2 separate regions of the Mus musculus genome follow, and region 2 is linked to region 1. The links are chromatin contacts, called in public HiChIP or PLAC-seq maps. All regions are on one chromosome and are shown on one strand. The core of a region is the stretch at or near the end of the contact, and the rest is flanking DNA. Distances in the headings are between cores, read along the strand shown. Region 1 overlaps Adamts17 (a disintegrin-like and metallopeptidase (reprolysin type) with thrombospondin type 1 motif, 17). Region 2 overlaps Adamts17 (a disintegrin-like and metallopeptidase (reprolysin type) with thrombospondin type 1 motif, 17).

Region 1 (5,192 bases), core at 1,542-4,041:
CATTCAAATATGTATAAGCCCATGGGTGCCATTCTTATACAATCTACACTAGCCTTCAATAGTCTTTTATATTAAGGCTTTATTTTGTTAGTCCATGGGGAAACTGAGGCACTAAAAGAATATACTTCTCATGTGAAATGTCCCCACTCATGAATGGTAAAGCTGAGGTCAGCTATCTCACTGTGATGCCTGGGAATTTAATTCCTAGCCCATTTTGCTACCCCTGTGTCCATTTCTTATTTCAGCAAGTGTTAAATTGCCCATCACTATTTTCCCTGGTACTTGCTTCATTTCTATGTCCTTACAATGTGAAGCATTTTTCTGAGGGATCTCTATTCTTGCAAACACATTCTGCTTTCTCACATTGACAAGGTTGAGTACCTTCCAGGTGCCACCCTAACCCTGGGGATGCCAATGCACACAACAGACTCTCATTCTTGTGGGGCTTGTGTTATAGTGGCGAGCAGGTGGGGGCTTCCATGATGATCAGTGAGTATGTTAGCTTTCCATTACATAACAAACGCCTGAGTTAATAGCTTACAAAGGAAAAAAATGTTTATTTTAAAACTCTTTATGTGTATGTGTTTTGTTGTGTGTGTGTGTACATGTGTGTGTTTGTGCGTATGAATAGTAGTAGTTGTAGTTGTAGTCATAGTCGTAGTAGTACTAATGCCATCACAAGCCAGAAGGCATTAGCTCCCCTGAAACTGGACTTACAGATGGTTGTGATTTGCCATGTGGGTACTGGGAACCAAATCTATATTCTCGTCCTCTGTGTGAGCAGCAAATGCTCATACTTACTAAGCCATCTCTCCTGCCCCAGAGAAAAGATGTTTCTCCTCATGGCTTTAGAAGTTTCCAATAATATTTAGCTGGCCCAGTTGGGAGAATAGAACATCATGGTTACATTTCGTGGTCTAGCAAACCCCCTCACCATGTGCCAAGAGAAAAAGAAAAATGCATCATTGGGAGGCAGGTACATCTCAAATCCCTTGAAGAAAATACCCCTAATGACCTAAAATCCTCCATATAGGCCACATTTCTCAGAGGGTCTGCCAACTCTCAGCAGTGGCAAGCTGGGACTAAACCTTTAACACATGGGCATTTGTAAGACATTCAGCACCAAACTGTAGCAATAAATAGACTGTAGACCCTGGATGCAGGTAAATGGTAAAGAATGAAGACAGATAGTTGATGGCTTGAGGTATGAAATTTTAGTTTGCTTGGACAAAGGCTTTTCAGAGAAGGGACATTTTGGAAAGCATTTGTAGCACCTTTGGCTTGCCAGGGCATCTAGAAGTCCTTAGTTATCAAGCTGATATTAATCAGTGAAGTCACAGCAAGGGTCGACAGATTTGCTCTTCCCCAGTCATAGTCCTGGTCCCCCACCTCCTTTGCTTCTTGCACAAAAGCAAGAAGACCACACAGAGCTCAGGTTCCCACTGTCAGCAGAGTTGAGTCTGCTCCTGCCAGAATACCACCACCCTGCCTCGCTTGAAGACCAACACTAGGTTCATGGAAAATCTGATGAGGTGGCAGGACACCGGGACAGAGTAATTCCTTGCATATGATTCAGTATCCTAGCGAACACGGACATCCACGGTCCTGGGGGAGCCGTTTGGTTACCATCTCTAATCCGGGTCAGCTGTGGGAGTGCTCCAGGCACAACCAGGAACACGTGGGAAGGAACTCGGAAACTCACATCATCACTGCCTTTTGTCAAAGTGTGAATGTTTAAGACATGCACATGAGCCCCAGTGAAATAACAGTAAACAATGAGCAAGCTTCTCTAAGATCAGGCTGCCTGTGCCAGGCTTGTTTTAATATGACAAACCATCACAAGGACATAAAGGGCCCTCAGCTACAATAACAGAAAGCAGGGGTTCTTAAAGTGTGGTCCTTGAATCAATAGTTTTAATGCCAACTGTGCCACTCAAATCTCTCAAATCTGGTGCCTGAAGATGGGGCCCAGCACTGTTTTAAGGAACCCTAGGTTGGCTCACACACATGTTAATCTCAGGAGCTCTTTTAACACAAGAAGGTTAATATGGATCCATTATCCAAACAGTACAGCCCACCTATCACAGAGCCACTCTCCTCCTCTTCATAGATGTGTCCCCAGGTGTGGGCTACATTGACCCGATTTCAGTGTCTTCTGTTCAACAGGTGATGGTCAGGGTTCTGGGTGCCTTTGTGTTGGTGGAGGAAAAAAAAAAAATATATATATATATATACACACACACACACACACACACACACACACACACATACTCAGAGCTAAGGGCCAAAGCATCAGCAAAAGTTTGGAAAGTACTAGAAATATGCAATTCTTCCTCAGACCCTTATGTATTAGGATCCCTTTAGCCAGATCTGGGTCATCATACCATGTGTCACAAGCACTATAGTGACTGTAGAGTCCACTTTCGTAGACACTGATCTAAATCTTGTTTACAGTGGGCAGAAAGTCTGTCTGTCTGTGTCTCTTGCTCTGTGTCTCTATCCTATGTGTGTGTGTGTGTGTGTGTGTGTGTGCGCGCGCGCGCGTGCCAGTGCCATGGCAGAGCCACCCTCTCAGCATATATGAAGCTCTGGGTTCAATACCTGGCCTGACAAGACATTCAAAACACACACACACACACACACACACACACACACACACACACACACAAATCTGAAGAGGAAAACCGGGAAGCCCCTGGTACCCTTGCCTTTTTTCCCAGAGAATCCACTGGGTGTGGCGGCTGGAATCGGCTCATATCTCTGCTCTTCCCACACCTGTTTGCCTCTGCTTCTCAGGTTGCTGCAGCTGGAGGCGTGCACACTGTACAGCCCAAGGCTCTCTTCTCAAGCATCCAGGGTGCTATTCCGTGTCAAAAACCAGTTGACCAGACTGCTTCTTTCCCCAAGTTCCTGCTGCCCTTCTCTTGTTTGCTTTCATAATATTCCAGATATTTTCTATTGTCTCCTGTACCCCATGGTTACAAAATCAAACAGGACAAAACAGCTGTGCAAAGGCGGTGGAGGGGGGGGGTGGGATTCAGGAGCAGCCACGATGGCTCATCTCTCTCCTTGGCTCGGCTGCTGATTAAATGGAAGGGTTCCCAGAGAGGCAGCAGAGAGGCCGGGGAGTCCCTGGGGTTAGCCTCACAGGCCAGTTGCAGCAGTTCCCGAGCCATAGAGCTCTGGCTGCCAAGATAAACATAAGTTTTGAGATAAAGTCCCAACCCCAAGAGATTTTCATTTTGGAAAAGGAACCTGTAAGACAGTCAGTGTGTTGGAGGAGGAGGCACGTTTGCCCACACCCAATTCTACAAGCACTGTGTGTGTGTGTGTGTGTGTGTGTGTGTGTGTGTGTGTGTGTAAGTCCACAGGAGCTAAGAATGCAGGGGTTATAGTCGGGGCTAAGGTAACGGGGAAGAAGTGGAAGGAGGTGGTCCCTGGAGACAGGTCTCTTGACCATCGTGAGACCTGGGGCGTAAGCCCTTCCCACTTCCCTTCCCTCCTGAATATAACTGTGATGGGACATCAGACAAAGTGGTGGGGATGAAGCACAAGACCAATAGGCAGCATTTGTCACAGAGCCTGCCTCCCTTGTAAAAAGGGTGTGTGATTCTTATAAACTGCTTAGTACTTGGGAATATGATTCAGTGTCGGAGGCTTATCTACCGTGCCCAAGGCTCTTGATTGGATGCTAGTCCCTGTACTGTGAAACCAAAATGTAGTGGTTAACCTGACATTCTATTGGCTTTATTTCTGCCAATCCATGATCCATGCTTTGAACCTACCATGAGTCTCTTCTTCTCTATTACCAATGTGGTTGGAGGTTAGAGTCTGCCCCCTGACAATCCTAAAAAGCTAGGTTTAGCCACCTTTCCTCAACAAGCCAATTAAACAGGCAAGCAATGGTGAAAAGCAGAAAAAGAAGACTTATTCAATATGGCCACAAATAAAGAGGTCATTTTCTTGGTTCTATTGTGAGGTTTAAACAGAGAGCTAGAGGTGTATATAGCTAAGCCCCTGTCCAAGACCTAGGCCAGCCTACTCCTGATCCATCATGATCCTAGCTCCATTCTCTTTTGCAAAATGGATGAAGAAGTAGTCAGAACTTGTGAAATCTCTTTCCCAGAAATAAGTTCCTTCTCTGGCAGCTCCAACATGTGATTCTTGGTGTAGTTACAATTTCCTGGGGACCATTGTTCAGTAGTCTCATGTCCATAGGGAGGGCACAAGAGTCTTCTTAGAATATCCTCATTCCTCCTGGGATGGACACGTAACTTTAACACGCGCTATTAAGACCCCCTTTAACCATATCTGTCACTTCCTCTGGTCCGAGCTGTATCAGGTTTCTTCACCCACTGTAGCCTTCTCAACAGCTTATATGTAGCTAGAGGGGACCTTCAAAAAATCTAAACCCTCAGTCTGGAGAGGTGGCTCCACAGTTAAGAGCACTCACTGCTTTTCCAAAGCACCAGTGTTCATTTTCCCACACACCACGTGGATCATTACAACCACCTGTAACTCCAGCTGGAAGGGTGTAACTCTCTCTTCTGGACTTCTCGGGTATACATGACACACATGTACACATGCATGTGTGTGCTCACGCATGCCCATGCTCGAACACACACACACAGAGATAAGACTTGCAAAAAAAATCTAAATAAAATAACACAGGTTCCTCCAGCAGGTTTCTAGCATATTTAGAAGAAACCCCAGAGACCCATAGGACCCCCCCCCCCAATACATGGTTCCTTTGCTGATTTAGTTCCTGCTTCTTAAGCGCTGGGCCACCTGCACCAGCCACACCTACCTTCTCCTCCTCCCTCCTTCTTGAGTTCGTCTTCATCTTGAGCCTCACCCTTACTGTTCTGAGTATGACATGTTCTTCCCCTGACATCTCTGGGGCCCACTGTTTCCCTCTTGGTTCTCCATTCAGCCAGCATCCAACAAGTAAGGCCGAAGCAGCCTTTCCACTTCACCCGAAGCTGCCTGACGGCCTCTAGGATGAGAAAGCAAGCCTCCTGGGGTACCGCTGCTGCTCTCCACACTCTCCTGTGTTTCAGCAGCAAGCATGTGAGAGAAGCTACTGTTTATTGGACAAATACATTTGGTTATTGCTATGGGGCTTGTCCTTAAAGGTCCCAAGGCCTGTGCCTTGCAGTCTCAGTTCCCAGCCTGGGGCCCTGTCAGGAATT
Region 2 (5,016 bases), core at 1,493-3,992, 84 kb after region 1:
GGGTCTCAGGATGGCATTTCCCATCCCCTCATGATTATCCTGAACTAAAGCCCTTGGATGGTTTCACTGGATTTTTGTGAAACAGGCTGGGAAAGTGATCGCAGCTCTTCCCTCCAGCTTCTCACTGAAGCGAATATCCCCTTCACGTATAATGGCTGGCAGTAGGCCCCAGCTGTCTTTGCAGTTCCCATGGCAGTCTTGAGAGTAGGAATCACAGATACCTTCATTCTGTCTAACAGCCATGGCTGAAATCACAAAGTACCCTTTGTACTCCCCACATCTTCAACATCAGCAAGCACTGCACCCCTGGCCAACCCTTGTCATACCGGGTGTCTATCAACACGGATCACAGGCCAGGGGCGTTCCAAGCCTGATAGCCTGAGTTCAATCCCCAGTTCCTATGTAGAGAAAGGAGGAAACTATCTCTATCAACTTGTAACTGACCTTCACACATACATAATGGCACCTGCACAACCCAACACCCCCCATACACATGTGCATGCACACACGCATGCATACACACACACACACGGGCTCACATGCTTGGAGTAATTTAAACATTTTTAAAACCAGAAACACTCAATTTGCTGTGTTACTTACAAGGAAATACCTTTTTGTACTTTGAAAACCTCACTGTCTCCCTGCTTGTCCTATAAGTCTCATATTATTGGGCTTTGACAATCATAATTCTGCCGCTAAATGTTCAGAGCCTGGGAGAGGGGCAGGCAGGCTGGCTTCTGCCCAGTGTAGGAAGCCCCAGCTGCCCTGAATTCTTTTTCTTCTTTGGGTAGAACTCCTTGCAACTAGACTTCCTTGTATGTTCTTGTCCTGGCACCCATAGCACATAGCTGTTTTAAGACCCATAGAAGTTAAGACGAATGCCCTTACTCATAGGAAAAACATTACTGCAATCTGTGTTAGGAGCTACCTACGCTTCCAATAGTAACCAGCTTTCTGCTCTCCTGAACATCTGCATACTCCACAACCAAGACAAATGAAACCACGGTCCAGTTTTGCTTGTGGAGTTCTAGAGGCCCGCATAGCATCACTGTTGAATCTTTTGTGTCTGTCTGCAGAATGCTGGTATTGTAAGGCTCAGGGCTGTCTATGGAAATATGAACTACAAAAAAAAATTGGCATCAATAACTGGCATTTGTTGTAGAAGTTACTGGCAAGTAGAACTGTCTCTTCTCTTAGCCAATGGTAATGTGATGTTTTTAATTCAATAAAGCATTTCAAGAAAGTCCAAACATAAAAGTTATAAACAGGAGAGGGTAAATATTTATTAGAAAGGGGAAATGAACTTTATGCAATTAGCACAATCAATCTTCTTTACGATTACAAGTTCCTCCTGTCCCCCCATCAGCGAAGTCACTCCTCGGCGAGGCTTTAAAGCTGTCAGAGCTCAGACACCCTGCCAGGTGAGGCAGAGGGTGGCAAAGGAACTGTAGATGACACTGTCAGCTGTAGACACCGTCAGCTGGAAGTGTGAGTGTACATCGATACTGGAACCAGGGCCAGTGGGCGGGGACACACATAGCAACGTCCTGACCAGGGTCACTGCCTCACCAAGGCCCCAACCTTCTTGAAGAGTCCAGCATGTGAGGGTCCCAGCTGAGAGATGCCACGTGATGCTTGTTCATGTCCACATGTCAGCTGCCTCTCAGCAACACAGTTTATCTTCACTGCCCTGGAGCCGGTGTGCGATGGCCACAGGTCAAAAGGAAGGAGCTCAAAGGAGTTGCATTCGCCATAGTTACTATTAACATGGGTGTGCCCACACACTATAGTACTCACAAAGGACTGTGATGTTTGTGCTGTTGAAGAGTGTTGAGTGTCAAAGCTTTGAGTCAACTGTTTCAGGCTGGCAAGAGTATCTGGAGCAGTCATGGGGAGAGGACCCTATCTTCTACTAATATCCCCCCTCCCTCCCTCTTTACCATGATACTCGAATAGCTCTGAGTACGACTCACACAGTGATAAGAGTCTCCCTAATCAGGCTTCCTGCCCCCAACTGTCTACATCAAGTATCATAGTCTTTCTCTGCCTCAGTCTGCTAATCTGAAAAAAAAGAAATGAGAGGCCGAGTCCTTTTGACCCATCATCACGTTGTTTTAGATGTTCAGTGAGAGATGACCTAACTTTTAGCACGTGGCACACACCAGTAAGTGTCGATGGCTGTTTTTCTGTTACATTGTCTCTTGGATCCAGCAGGACAGTGGCAGATGCATTGCAGCTGGCTGTCCTGTTAATTGTCCTCTTCTCGCATCACTGTGTCCTTGCCATGTTTCCTGGCACCCTGAAACGTTGGAACCCTCAAAGATAGCCTCTCACTTAGTATGTGCCTCCACAGCTCCCTGTCACCAGTCCGGAAACCCTTTCTGTGTCCTGCTGAGAGACACCTGGAGTCATAGCAGAGATCTCTGCATGCCCAGGAAGCCCAGATATTCAAATCCCACAGCAGAACATGTTTCTATTTCTCTGATGTCAATCATATCTCAACCTGGAGCCACCTCAGAGCGCCCTCCAGAGACTGGCAGAAGTGACTGTGACCTGCTACAAATTTCTCGTTCCCTTTCACAGAGACTCCAGCATTCTTACAGTCAGACTAGGTTGGAAACTACTGGTCTAAATAAAATTGGCCCCTTCAGTGCCAGCAGACCTGGCCAGAGTAGGAGGCTGGCAGAGTCCAGGAGCCTGCGTAGCCCTGCCTCTCTCAGACAGGCTTGTGCAGGAGAATGTGGAGCTAGACACCCAGCTGCAAGCTGCCTTGCCTTTCTCAATTGGGTCTCAGCATCTGCAGCCTTCCGAAGCTGCTGGACTTTGGCAGAAGTCAACCTGGATTTTCCAGAAGTGTTTTGAAAGCTTACAGTAGACAGCCTTTTCAGAGAACTCTCCAGACAATACAAGTTGTGTGTTATCTTTCATTCCTTGTCCCTTTGCCAGCTGAATGCCCCCATTCTCACCCTGAAGCACCCAGTCGCAGCCAGGTAAGGGTCTCCACCGCCCTCAGAAACATGGAAGGAAAGACCACACCCGGGGTTCGGGAACCGATCCAGGAGCGGTGCTGGCATGCTGGACTCAGACTTCAAACTGCAGTAGTATTTGTGGGAAATTTGGACCAGTGACTGTTTCATCCAGCTCTTGGCATGTTATCTGCCTTTGGCTTGTGTTATCAGCAAGGCTTTTTCAAAGGGCGTTTACATAACCGTCCCCTCAGGACTCACTAGCTGTTCTCTCAGCGCATAGTGGGCGCCTAGTGAGGAAAGAGGCAAAATGAATGACAGTCAAATGCTCAGCCCTAGGAAGGACCACTGCCAGTTGGAGAAAAGTAGGAACAGCGTGGGACATAATCAAGGGGTCCTTAAAGCCTGCCTTGTATTTTCATGGGCCAAGGACAGAGTGTAGGGCTAGCTGGGTTTTCCCAAGGTACCAGCAGGAACCAGGCAGGGAAACAACCTACCTATTACCAGACCTTAAACATGGCCCTTAAGGTGGCATGGACTAAATCAGAGAAACAGAAGCTGTCATCTCATTGTTGTTTTTAGGAACTTCCTGCTGCTGTCCAAGAATGGCTTCCAGGATCTAATGGAGCCTGAGAGTTGCCCCCATTTCCCGCTAGTATGTTTTTGTCTACCCAGAAGTACCATATTTTCATCGAAGCCAGAGAGCATTCTGCTCAGCAGCACTTAACACGAAGCTTGGCACCTGTACCATACCAAATCCCAAATCTGGAGCATTTTTGATACAGGTCTCTGGATTAGGAATGTTCAACAAGTACAGTCTCTACAAATACCTCCCCTACACACATGCACACCATTTTTTAAAAATCCACACTTTGAAAGACTTCTGGTCTCAAGCATTTTGGATAAAGGGATCTCCCACCTCTATGGGGTCTGGCAGCCAGACCTGAGATGAACAAGATGTTCAGTGCCCTTGTCTGCCTGATAGACTTAGTTCTTGGAAAGAAATAGAAAGGGGAAACTGGGAACTGAAAGAGCTGATAGAGACCTCATGCAACCCATAGGCAGGCACCATGGGCTTGGAGGTCAGTACAGGATTTGCAGTGTATATTTGTGATTTAGTTTTATTTTGTTTCTTTGTCTGTTTGTATGGGATAGAAACTTTCTGCCTCACAGTGTTGATAGTGTGTGATACCTAGACTTGGTAAACAGTTAAGTGCTTACAGTTCATTGGCTCTTCCTTCACCTCAAAGGCAGGCATTGCTTGACTTAGAAGGACATTTATCCATTTATTCATCCCACCAGCTGGCATGCCTCTGTTTGAGATGCTGTGTGCTGCCGGGGCTGTGTGGAGGCGAGGAGGAGGCTTCCTGGTTGGGACAGGAGGAAGGGACCATTGGAGGAGTCTGGGTCCCCAGTTCCTGATGGGTTTGAGTGGCTGCTCCTCCACAATGCCTAAGATCCTTGCATTTGACCTTGAGTGGGCAGGGCATTAGGATAGCTATTGATATCATTGATGCCAGTCCTGGACTGAGCTCTCCAGAGGCAGACAGGATGCCATGTTCACTGTCCAATCTGTATCTCTATCTAGTAATGTGGAGAGCAGCTCTTGGGAGATGAGCCCTGGGAAGGGGTGTAGGACCCTTGAGGAAATTACAGCCACCCCTACCAGGAGCAGAGTCCTATCTAACAGGGTACACGGAGGTACCGAGAGAAGTGGTATAGGAGTTCAGCTAGAGACTATAGCTGTCCTGTGACATGGGTGTGAGTTTATCTGGATCCTGCAGAGAGTTTGGAAGGTTTATGTGGCATCTGAGTGTTAGATTTGCAAGCTGTGGTGAACATGGACATGACTAGGGTTAGCTAGATGGTGGAGGGGAAGTTCCTCAAGGGGCAATGCCCTTGAGGAGGAAATAAAAGAATTTGCTCAGGAAAAGTCAGAAGCATTTTAACATTTGATCACTTTTATTTTTATTGTTTGACAATTTCACATATGCTTAGTATATGATTTGATCAAATCTACCCCACTCTTTCCTCTCCAGTTCCTTCCATA

The links. HiChIP or PLAC-seq counts read pairs in DNA pulled down with a chosen protein or histone mark.
Region 2: a contact with region 1 is called in an H3K27ac HiChIP or PLAC-seq map of heart atrium, with 5 read pairs. The contact joins two enhancer-like sites. A contact is called at or near these places in 3 of 484 Hi-C or Micro-C datasets (the HL-1 cell line, nephron progenitors and uterus), 1 of 115 datasets of contacts at active chromatin or transcription factors (heart atrium) and 2 of 9 other capture datasets (adipose tissue and liver).

What each region holds. Positions count from the first base shown.
Region 1 is chr7:66,926,295-66,931,486 of GRCm38.p6, forward strand. All of the region lies in intron 7 of Adamts17 (a disintegrin-like and metallopeptidase (reprolysin type) with thrombospondin type 1 motif, 17), which reads left to right. Among named protein-coding and RNA genes, the nearest start is that of Gm33627, 89 kb to the left of the region's middle. Within about 2 kb of position 2,792, at least 27 of the 459 cell types and tissues checked have an H3K27ac peak or open chromatin away from gene starts, as enhancers often do. A contact at or near this core is called in heart atrium, where this site is marked.
Region 2 is chr7:67,010,624-67,015,639 of GRCm38.p6, forward strand. All of the region lies in intron 10 of Adamts17 (a disintegrin-like and metallopeptidase (reprolysin type) with thrombospondin type 1 motif, 17), which reads left to right. Among named protein-coding and RNA genes, the nearest start is that of Gm33627, 170 kb to the left of the region's middle. Within about 2 kb of position 2,743, at least 12 of the 459 cell types and tissues checked have an H3K27ac peak or open chromatin away from gene starts, as enhancers often do. A contact at or near this core is called in heart atrium, where this site is marked.